2 separate regions of the Sus scrofa genome follow, and region 1 is linked to region 2. The links are chromatin contacts, called in public HiChIP or PLAC-seq maps. All regions are on one chromosome and are shown on one strand. Each heading gives the region's core, a stretch centred on a gene start, on an enhancer-like site or on the middle of the called end of the contact. The rest is flanking DNA. Distances are from core to core; before and after follow the strand shown. Region 1 holds the start of VTA1 (vacuolar protein sorting-associated protein VTA1 homolog). Region 2 overlaps ADGRG6 (adhesion G-protein coupled receptor G6).

What was found. HiChIP or PLAC-seq counts read pairs in DNA pulled down with a chosen protein or histone mark.
Region 1: a contact with region 2 is called in an H3K27ac HiChIP or PLAC-seq map of alveolar macrophages. The contact joins the promoter of VTA1 here to the enhancer-like site in region 2. A contact is called at or near these places in 1 of 5 promoter capture datasets (liver), 5 of 47 Hi-C or Micro-C datasets (embryonic fibroblasts, fibroblasts, liver and 1 more) and 1 of 2 datasets of contacts at active chromatin or transcription factors (alveolar macrophages).

The regions. Positions count from the first base shown.
Region 1 is chr1:22,922,525-22,925,316 of Sscrofa11.1, forward strand. VTA1 (vacuolar protein sorting-associated protein VTA1 homolog) reads right to left here and starts at 1,337. Exons shown (of 8, transcript XM_021087275.1): 1 at 1,143-1,337. The coding sequence starts at 1,254.
Region 2 is chr1:22,787,433-22,790,165 of Sscrofa11.1, forward strand. The region is part of intron 3 of ADGRG6 (adhesion G-protein coupled receptor G6); the gene reads right to left. Among named protein-coding and RNA genes, the nearest start is that of ADGRG6, 13 kb to the right of the region's middle. Within about 2 kb of position 1,404, at least 21 of the 83 cell types and tissues checked have an H3K27ac peak or open chromatin away from gene starts, as enhancers often do. A contact at or near this core is called in alveolar macrophages, embryonic fibroblasts, liver and 1 more, where this site is marked.

The sequences.
Region 1 (2,792 bases), core at 87-2,586, 140 kb after region 2:
CCTGGGAACCTCCATATGCTGTGGGTACGGCCCTAAAAAGGACAAAAGATACATACATACATACATACATAAGAACCTGAATCATGAAGAGTTCTCCAAGTGGAGAAAAAAGGCAGACAACCCAAGAAAGGGAAGAGAGCAGAGGTTTGAAAGGGCCTTGCATATTTGAGAAATCAAAGCGGGAGACACCTGGCGTATGGCAACGATAACAGTGGACAGTATTTTAGCTAATCTTATAATGTCCACAACAGAGGACACATTATATTGAGCTTCTCAAAGCTAAAAGTCCTTTTCAGAAACTTTATAGTTGTTTGGTCACTTGTTTTATATGCAATTAAGTTAGACTATGTAATATAAAATAAAGTTTACTGGACCTACTATCTTCACTGCAAAGGAAAAAGTATGAACAAACTTAATCTGTGTGTTTCATCAACTGTAGATTATGTGTATTACAGTCAACCAAAGTGAGAATACTGCTACCAAACGTCTCAGCCCCAGGTATTATTCAAAGAAGTTAAAACCAAAGATCCTCATTAGTGGGAAAGAGTAGTCTGGATGCAAAAGGAGGAATGGTCTAACCCAAGTGCTTGTTTTGTAGCAGCTACTCTTCATTATGAATTTGTGAATGGACTTGCATGTTGTCACAATTAATCTGCACTTATTACTATGTTCTCAATCAATTCATCTCCCTTTTGTCCACATCACTACTGTCTTTAGGACACTTACCTATGTTTTAACCCCAACTCAATTACTTAACTACTCAGATTAATTCCAGGATATTCAGGGTATTTTCAGGAAACCCTGGTGGGGGCTGGAGGCTCTCGGACGTCCATACAGAAAGAAAACCTTAAGAGCTCATGAGCCTATGTGATCAGTTTAAAAATATTTAAGCACAAGACTGGAGAGCTGGTGGCCACCGCCGTGCTTTTGAAGTTTTGCCTTTCTGGGGCTTGCGGGGTTCCAGAGAGAATGTGGGGATCCCTGAGGAGGGCGGGGCCCTAGGGATTCCCACAGAAGGTCAGAGGGTCAGAGGTCAAAGCTAGGTCTAAAGCCAGGGGGGCGGGGCCTTGACTTAAGAACCAAGAGGCAGTTTTGTGGGCCCGGGAGGGTAATGAGGGCCGCGGCGACACGGACAGACTCACAGTAATATGCCACCACAGGGTCCCGCTTGTCATGCTCCTGAGCCGTCCTCAGATGATGCTGAATGCTCTTAAACTGCGGAGGCAGCGGGGGCAGCGGAGCAAGCGCGGCCATCTCCACCCCAAGAACCACCACTTCCTACTCGCGCGCCGCCGACACTTCCGCTTCCGTCTTCGGAGGGCGCGCGCAAGCACGGGCACAGCAAGTCCCGCCCATTTCCCTGTTGCTCAGCAACAGCAGGTCAATTACGGGTTCCCAACAGGGACAGCCTCCGCTTGTCTGGCTCGTAGCAGTTTAGTGCCCCGAGGAGGCTGAGCAGCTTCGCGGTTAAGCTGCTTATGGCACCAGCGCTCTCTGCTGGCTGCTGGCAGAAGGGAAAAGAGATTGTTTTATTTTCTTTGTTTCCACCCTCGACCCCCCTTTTGTGTCAGAAGATAGAAAGGGAAAAACAAAAAGAAAATAATGATTGTTAATTGGCAGAAAGGGTAAAGGCGTGAATTGCCTTTGGCATCATTCAGGAATTTTCTCTTCCAGTTCCTCAGGTTGTACTAATAGAGTCCCTAGAAGCCTTTCCAATTTTAGAAACTTTAAATGCAATTCTTGCGTAAGATGAGAGATGATGTGTTTAAAATGTTGAATTACACTTTTTTGTGTTGACACATTGGATAAAATAACCAGCCGCTTTTTTAACTTAAATACTAAACACGTTAAGCTTAAAAAAAAATTGAACTTTTTTTTTCTGAGCTGGTTACCACAAACACTAGTGAATGAATAATTTGTAGGTCGGTAGTTTCTGGAGAGTGATGAACTATTTGCAAAGTCTTTTGACAGTTATTATCTTGTGATTGCACAGATAAGGCGTTCAAATAATAATTCTTGTTCAATGCTGCCGACTCGTACTTTGTAGGTAGGCATCAACTTTTCCCATCACTGTTACCATCAGTGACATCAATTATTTTTCTCTCCTCTCCATCCTATAATTTTTCAGGACTTTACTCTTTATTTACCTCCTCCAATACCCTTCATCTTTATTTATTTTATCTCAGTCCCCAGTTTTGAGAGTTCATCTTAAAACTAATTTTCATGGAAATTGCACCATCTCAAAGAAACAAGATCTCAAGCTCTGAAATTTCCATCTGCCTATTCTCTAATCCACACTCCACCCATCCTATCCCACCCGTGACCTCAGCAGAACCTGCTCCTTGTCCTGTATAACCTCCAGTCCACATCTTTTGTCTATCCATGTTTGCAGACTACATCATCTTATCAGGAGGCTGCCTTTTTTCTTTTTTTTGCAATGAACTGAATTCTGTATTCTCCCCAATTTCAGCAACACATTCATTACCACTTGAGAACGTGTGTACTGTGGACTGAATATTTGTGTCTCCCCAAAATTTGTGTGTTGAAACTGAATGCCAAAGGTGGGGCCCTTGGCATATGGTTAGGTCGTGCACACAGAGCCTTCATGAATGAGATGAATGCCCATATAAAAGGGACCCCACAAGCTAGACTGTCCCTCCACCATTTGCAGATACAGGGAGAAATCAGCAGTCTGCAGCGTGGAGGAGGGTCCCACCAGAACCTGACTGTGCTGGCACCCAAATCTTCACCTTCCAGCTTTCAGAGCTGTGAGGAACAGGTTTCTATAGTTC
Region 2 (2,733 bases), core at 154-2,653:
TATCCATGAGGACACAGGTTCGATCCCTGGCCTCGATCAGTGGGTAAAGGATCCGGCATTGCCGTGAGCTGTGGTATAGTTCGCAGATGCAGCTTGGATCCCGAGTCCCTGTGGCTGTGGTGTAGGCCAGCAACTAAAGCTCCGATTCGACCCCTATCCTGGGACCTTCATATGCCACACACGGCCCTTAAAAAACAATTTTTTTTTTTTACTTTCTAAAAAAAAAAAAAAATTACACGAAAGCAACAAAGAGGGGACTGACTCAAAGCACGGAGTCCACAGCTGCAGCCCAGGCCCACAGAAGCTTCACATCATGCAGTGGAGACAGAGAAGCTCTGAAACATTCATCAGACTGCTCTCAACTCATCACCAGACTGATGGGCCTGGGCCAGATACTCTACGAATTCCCTCTGAAGGGTGACAACCATGCCTGGAGACCAGCAACAAGCATGATCTGACAGAGAAAAGCGTGAAGGGCAGGCCTCTTTGCTAACATCCCCTTCTTCCTCATACCTAATTCCTAAACAGTGCCAGTTTCACCGGAGGCCCCCTCAAACTGCTTAGTCACTTGAGACCGTCACTGCGGTGAAAAGATGAGTCACCCCATTCCACTTTTATGTAACTGACTTTATGACCCCAACGTAGGATTTCATATTTACTGACATCAAATTCAGATCATCTCAAAGGTGTGTGAAGGAATTTATCTACAGGGAGATGCATCAAAGAAACTTCTCAAGACTCTCTAAGGTTTGCTGATTCAATCACAATGGCTCTTCTAATCTGAGGTGTAGAATGAGAAAACGGCCTTTTAGCTGAAAGCTTCAGATGGTAATTGGGAGCACTATGACCCTGACTGAAAAAATAAAAATCCTACAAACATTTACCATCAGACATTATAAATTTCTGTTAGTCACTTAGGCATTATTCTGGCTCTTTCTTCACTTGACACGAATAGTTACACAAGCAGAGTCTTATTTTTAACCTTTCACATATAAGTATTTAACAATTAACAACATTGATACTAAAATGGCTAGGAAAAAAACCTGGCAGACTTATAAAAGGATTATCTATCTATGTATTTGAAAGCCTTTTGATCAAATATAAAAATACGTATAAAAGATATCTAACCCTCCAATACAGACTACCATGTAATTAATATTTCAGAATAATGGCTCGTTCTACTATCATGAGAAAAATTAACACACAAACCAACCAAAAAAAGCACAAGATTCCTTGAGCCCAATCATCTACCTTCCAGAAGCGTGCTGTGCTCTTGGCTAGAAAGTACACAATTCAGGCCAGACTGTACTTTCAGAAACACTTCCCCTTTTAGCTGTTGATGTATCATAGATATCAGAATAGCACTGAACCTTGAAATAATCTGCTGATGTCATGGATTTGCAGGCAAGAAGGTAGGCTCCTCCCACGGTGCTCGTGACTAAGGCTATCTGTGGGGAAACAGGCTCTTCGTTGCTTAGGAAATCGCTGGCTCTTGGCTGTTTGTTTCCCACTCTACTTGAAGCTGTAACCTTCTCTCTGCTTGAGATGTCATCATTCACCTTCAGAGTCAGGGCATATCTAGCTCCATGAAAAAAAGGTTTTTATTTGAAACACCTTTCAGAGAGTCTTACCAAGTGAAGGAAGAGTGGGAGTGATAGCTAAGGGACTAACAGAAAAATATAATATTCACACATGCCAGGAGTCTCTCTGGCCATTTTTTAAATTTTTTTTCATACCAAATAATTTTATCAGGATGTTTGGTCTTTCCAAATTACTAAAGTAACACACGTTCATTCTAACAAAGCAAATAATTCAGAGCTGTATAAAGTTCCATCATCTACCCCCTTCTTACTCCAACCCTCGGATAATCCGTTTTATGACCCAGAGATAATCCATTTTAAAACCTGATGTTTTAGGGAATTCCTGTCGTGGCGTGGGGCAGTGGAAACATATCCGAATAGGAACCATGAGGTCTTGCGTTGCGTTCGATCCCTGGCCTTGCTCAGCGGGTTAAGGATCCAGCGTTACCAATGCAGCTCGGATCTGACGTTGCTGTGGCTCTGGCGTAGGCCCGCAGCAACAGCTCCGATTGGACCCCTAGCCTGGGAACCTCCATGTGCCTCGGGTGCAGCCCTAAAAAGACAAAAGACACACATGCACACAAAACCTGATGTTTTATTAATATGTCCATACAGTCTTTCACAAAAATATACATACACAGTAACCCCTGTTTTGTAGTATAACCCATTACAAATCTAGGATAATCTTACACTGCTCTGGTATTCGCTTCTTAACTTAGTATTATTATCATGGACATCTTTCCAAGCCAATATACACAGGTACACTACATAGTTTGGAATGGCTGCACCATATTTCATGGTATAAACACAAAATAATTTCTATAGCATTCCCTTACTGATGAATAATCAATCTTTACCAACTGTTCGCTAAAACAATGTTATACGCATACACATTTCTCCATATATTTGTTGTGGTTTTTGTTTCCCATCTGTAGAACAGATGGGCATGATACGTCAAAGAACAGCGACATTCTTACTTTTTAAAAAATGTTGTCCAATTACTCTCCCAAAAGATAGAGCCAACAGTATTACTGAAGTTGAGGTAAAAGACACACACTAAGAGTTAGTGTTAGTGTGTGTCTTTTACCTGAACTTCAATAATACTAGATGATATCAACCTTCTAAATACTGTCAAGCTAGTGGGTAAAAAACA